Regions from separate parts of the Ovis aries genome. Here region 2 is linked to region 1. Evidence: chromatin contacts called from public Hi-C data. All regions are on one chromosome and are shown on one strand. Each heading gives the region's core, a stretch centred on a gene start, on an enhancer-like site or on the middle of the called end of the contact. The rest is flanking DNA. Distances are from core to core; before and after follow the strand shown.

Region 1 (2,700 bases), core at 130-2,629:
GCATAATCGTTAAACCAGTGAAATGGCATCCTCTCAGTAACAGTCATTCAGCACTCCCAGAGTGAAAGCAATCAGGAAAAAATAAAAAAAAGGACAAGTTCAAGTCGAGCTGAAGAAGGAAAGGAAACGAAATGAAAAAGAAAACGATCCTGTGCTACTGGCTGAGCTCCTCTTCCTGGAGCACCCCAAGTGTCTCTACTGCCCCAGCACTTGATGGCTCCTTCTCCGACTTCCCGAACAACACGGTAGAGGCTTCAAGCTCCTGCAGATTTCTAAACGGGGCTATGAATGCCTAATCCAACAGGCTACACACATTACAAAGTACAGTGCGAGAAAAACTTCTGCAACCCAGACGCCAACTAAAAGGCATTCCAACCTTTCCGGAAAGACAGGAAAGGAGGCTCTTAAAAGGATAAGGGTAAGTGGGAAGGTGAAAATTTACAGGGAGACACGACTACCTTTCCACAATCAGAGAGGCAGGAAGAGAAGGGGTTTAAGAGTCAAAGATCTACCCCCACCACTCCTCCTTCCTGCAACACAGGAGGGTGCAAGGATCTCCCCCAGAATGGCAGAGGAAAGAGAAGGGATCCTCACCCCAGGCTGGTGGCACCGTCCAGCCTGTCACGGAGACCGGAACTTGAGAAGGGAACCCGGGCGGTGAGGGACTGGGGAAGGCAGGCCGTTCCCTCTGAGGCAGGTTAGAAGACCGTGGTCAATCGGACAGAGGACGGCAGCCGAGCCCAGGACGACCAAGTCTTGCCCCGCGAGCCGGGCTCCCTCGGAGAAAACCTGGTCAGAGCCCGCCCCACCCCCTCCTTTCCGCCCCGACCTGCAAGTTTCTGCCCGAGAGATGCAGCCTTCGAGCGAGCGGGCGGCCCCACTTACCTGCTGCACCCCGAGGAACTGGTAGAAGTTGAGCTGCACCTCCTCCACCAAGTCAAATAACTCCAGGTCTCCGCTCTCCCAGCCGTGCGCCGGCCCCGCGGCCGCCAGCAGCAGCAGCAGCAGCAGCAGCAGCGGCGGCGGCGGCGGCGGCCTCGGCGGCGGGAACGGCACGAGTCCCGGCCGGCGGCGCGGAGGAAGCCGGGCCAGCCGGGAGCAGGGCGCTGTCATCGCGCCGGGCTCTGAGAGGTCAGCCGCCGCGCAGAGCCGTCGGCCGAGACCCGGGGACGTGGCGGGCAGAGCAGACTGTGGGAACACTGCTTGTCAGTCAGAAGCACGGGCAGCCGCCCCGGAGTCTCCCGCCCAGCGCCCGGTCCTGGACAGAAGGCAGGGGCGGCGGAAGACGGCGGACGCTTCGTCCAGTGAGAGCGCGGACGGAGCCGCGGGCGGCCCTACCCGCCGCGGACCCTCACCCTTTACCCAGGCCTACAAACAGCTGGCGAGCCAGCGCCGGGCGTTTAGGTAGCTCGCCGAAAGGGGGAGAGGCTTCCCCTCGCCTCAGCCTATCCCAGGCCTCGCTTCCGGTGACATCACGTCTCCTAGCAACCGCGGGAGAGGAGGCGGGGCCGGAAGTAGGGTAGCCGGAGCCCCAGACCTGGGCCTCAGCAAACCGCTTCTCTCCGCGACTATTGGCACAGATTAAGGGACGTGAACGGTTACAGACATCGCGCATCTATCTGGAACGTCCCACGCATCCGTGAAACAGCTACCTTCTTATCCTCCCCCAGATATTGAAAACTAAAAGCATATTTGAAAACTGAATTTTTGATTACAGCCTCTGTTTCATACATTTCATTATTCCATCCCCAAAAATACAGGAGGAATTGAACCCAGGGCTTGAAAGGGGCAAATCTAGTGAGCAGTCTAAAGTTTCCTTTTAAGAGAGGTGAAGAAGAGATAAAATTTGAACCAAGACAAAAAGTATACTTCTAATAATGAAATAATATTTACAGGCATAATACTACAAAATAGACAACCAGGTAGAAAGTAATAAGCATGACAGACATTCAAAATCTTAAGGGTAAGTGAAGCTTATCCACGTTAGCCCATTGACAATTGGTGCTCTTTTCCCAGTTGTCTATTATTAAAGACATTTAAGCTAAAAACCTTCTCTCTTTTCCACCAATGTCTCATTTCCTATTCTTTTTATCCCCTCACCACTATTGCTTTCTTTTGTGTGAAGCTTATTTTCTTCTTAGCTTTCTCACATTTCTCCTCCCTGACTCCCTACTCTTGCTGAGGAAGTAGAAGGGAACAAATAAATCCTTGAATAACTCAGGATGCTTTAGCAGTTTTGAGAGTTTTATCTCCTTTTTCTCATTTTGGATCCCACCAGTTGAATTAAGCTCAATAGGATAATAATAAAACTTTCATAGTAAAAAGTGTTGTGTTTGACAGAGGTTAGAAGAACAGTATCCAGGAGGTAAATCTTACTTAAATCCTTTTATTACTGTAGAGTTTAAAAAATATTTTTAAATAGTTATGAATGCTTAAAAATAATACAATATAATGCTTGAATTAATCCTATTTTAAATTCATAGTGAGGCTTAACTTTCAAAGATACAAGAACAGGGGTATCTTAGTACTCAAGGGCTGCTCAAACCCTCTTCAAAGGCTGCTCAGTATACCACAAACTGGATGTCAGCATGGTCAAGTTCTGGTGAGAACCCTCTTCCAGGTTTCATAGGACTTCTTTCTTATACCTTCACATGGTGGCAGTGTGGGGGAGGGGGACAGAGATCTAGTGTTTCCTCTTAT
Region 2 (2,700 bases), core at 42-2,541, 280 kb after region 1:
AGAACTGAGTAGTTACTCAATCTTCACTGATGCTAAATTATTCTATTTGCGTTCTGTTGTGAAATCAGGTGCTTTTTATCCATTGGTGCAAGGTTAAATGTTGACTGTATTCATTAGGAACTTGTTTTTCAAATAAGCACCTAAATTATGCCTTTGAAAGTGTTTCATGCTAAGTCTGTTTCAAATTATGCCTCCTGAAGACTAAAACATCTTCCTCCTTCCTTATCCCTCCTCTCCACCCAAAAGAATTTTAAATTCTTTTGATCAAAAAAACTCATAACCTACTTTGTTGTGCTTTTTTTTTTAAAAGAATCATTCTTGTTCTTCAACTTCGTAGAACTATAAAGGGGGAAGTTACTTTATACAATATTTGAAGTTTCAAAATTATGGGCATTCACTTCTAATACAGACTTTGCCATTCTTAACTGTATTGTACTAAGATAACTATCTGATATAAATATTTGAGGACTGCTTGACTAATTAAAACAGGACCCATAGATGTGAGCACAGTAGCATAAAATTTGTATCAGTTTCTTTTGGAAAGGTGTTTATTTGCAGCTGCATCTACTATTTTTTAATCATTTTGTCCAATGTGTTCGTAAATAAGGTACTATTCTCAGTCGTCGAAATACAGAACTTACACGCGCGCACTATATGAATGTATACGTGTTTACACCCACCCACCCCCACCCCGCCCCCCACGCAGAAAGGAATTAATTGCCGTATTCCAGAAATGACAATGAAAAAGGAGAAATAAGCAAGAATTATAATTAGTCGTCTACAGTCTCATTCACAAAAGGGCAGTGCTGGGGGTTAAGCAGTTGAGTTTAAAAAAAAAGCTCAAAACCAAAAACCAACCAGTTGCCTTAGACTGGAGCTTCCCGCAGCTTTCGCGCTGAGCGGGGCGCGGGGAAGGAGTAGCTCTCGGGGCCGGTGGGGACCGGGATCCCGACACCGTCACCACCACCCGCGGAGTCTTTCGGGAGCGCTCCCGCGGGCCCCGAAGGAGCCGGTGACAGTCCTAGGTGAGCGCCGAGCGCGTCCACAAAGCGCTCGGGCCGCCCCTAGCGCTGAGGCGCGGCGGCGGCGGGAACAGAAGGAAGGACGAGACGGAAGCGGCGGCGGCTGGCGGGCGGCCGGGGACGCGGGCCGGGACGCGGGCGGGGAGGCCGCCGCGGAGGGCCCGGGCGGTGAGGCCCGCAGCCCGCGCCGCCGCCGCCACCGCCGCCGCCGCCCCAGCCGCGTGCGCGCGCGGCCGCATCAGCTGAGCGCGCGGCGCGTGTCACGTGGTGCGCGTGTCGAAGGTCACGGCGCGCTCACAATGGAGCTCTCGGAGTTTGTGCAGAAAGGCTTCCAGATGCTGGCCGATCCCGGCTCCTTCGACTCCAACACCTTCACGCTTCTCCTCCGGGCGGCTTTCCAGAGTCTGCTGGACGCCCAGGCGGACGAGGCCGTGTTAGGTAAGCCGCTCGGCTCTGAGCTGGATCGGCCTGGGTGGAGGGGCGCTCGGAGAAGAGGAGCGAGACCGAGCGAGAAGGGGAAAGCCCCGGGAAGAGGAAGTCTTCGGGCTTTGCCCTTCGCTCCGGACGGAGTGTGGGGATGTGGTTCTGCTAGAACCCACAGCGAACCCAGATCATTGTTCTCTCCTCACTTGGCACCTGCACACCGCAAGCTACACTTTCCTGGTCTGATTTTCCCCTCTCAGGCTCTTTGTTCTTTTGTAAAGCCGGTGTTCAAGTCTTGTTTGTGGCCTAAACGTCTCAGGTTTTCACCCTGGTCTTGGGCAGACTGTTTGACACTTGGACTTCATCAGGGCAGCTCCCTGCGACTCAAGCTTTCAGTACTAGGCTGGCGAAGGTTTTAAAGGGTCTGCTTCCAGAGTAATTACTCGGTCAAATAGTGTTGACATTTTCCAGCTTAGAGAATACCTCAAGTTCCTCTGATCATTCCAACACCCTAGTTCAACATGTTTTGCACAGGTTCCACGCCCAGACTCTTAAAATGTGGTATATAATGTTCTGTTCCGCATCAGTTATCAGGAAGCAAGTCTGTTTTAAATGGTCCGGTCACTGCGGAGTGCGGTGTCAGTATGGATGGAGGCATATTTAAAGATAGATCGCTTTTAAATGATTTTCTTAATTATAAATATCTCAACAATTCAAATTTTTGTGTTTTTTTCCCTATAGATTCACGAGCTAAACGTGTACAAAAAGTATGAAAGTGGAAGTTCTTTAAACGAAAATAGTAACCACCACCTGGGTTAATCTCCAAAAAAAAAAAAAAAAAGACTATCGAAGCTTGAAAATATTTCGAACTCTTTCCTTCTTCTCCACCTCCATGTATTAAAGTCCGTGGAACCAGTTACCTACACTAAAATTAATCTTTAGAAGGAAAGTTTATTAATTCTTAAATTTACACCATGTAAAATATTTATCTTATTTTCTTCTCAACTTACTCCATTCACTTTAGAATGACCACTGTATATTTTACAATAGGACTTTTTTTTTAAGTATTAAGGTAAAATAAAATGAAGGTAATTTGACCAGGTAACAGCAGGATTATTGATGTGTGCTCTTCATTGTTATGCCATTGACCATATTGCTCATCTCATTTACGTAAAATTTCTAGTCCTTATAGTTGAATTCTTGTTATCTTGTTAGAGTTCTTCACCAAATGAAAATACCTTTTTAGAAACAGGAC

Evidence for each region. Hi-C and Micro-C count contacts between places; a contact is called where the count stands out from the background.
Region 2: a contact with region 1 is called in a Hi-C map of skin fibroblasts, with 2.7 times the contacts expected there. The contact joins the promoter of COMMD3 here to the promoter of DNAJC1 in region 1. A contact is called at or near these places in 3 of 16 Hi-C or Micro-C datasets (hypothalamus, mixed tissues and skin fibroblasts).

Annotation. Positions count from the first base shown.
Region 1 is chr13:22,562,499-22,565,198 of ARS-UI_Ramb_v3.0, forward strand. It overlaps DNAJC1 (DnaJ heat shock protein family (Hsp40) member C1), which reads right to left and starts at 1,380. Exons shown (of 12, transcript XM_004014216.6): 1 at 886-1,380. The coding sequence starts at 1,113.
Region 2 is chr13:22,838,110-22,840,809 of ARS-UI_Ramb_v3.0, forward strand. COMMD3 (COMM domain containing 3) reads left to right here and starts at 1,292. Exons shown (of 8, transcript XM_004014219.6): 1 at 1,292-1,460. The coding sequence starts at 1,322. LOC132657616 (a long non-coding RNA gene) reads right to left here and starts at 1,145. Exons shown (of 2, transcript XR_009596035.1): 1 at 1-1,145.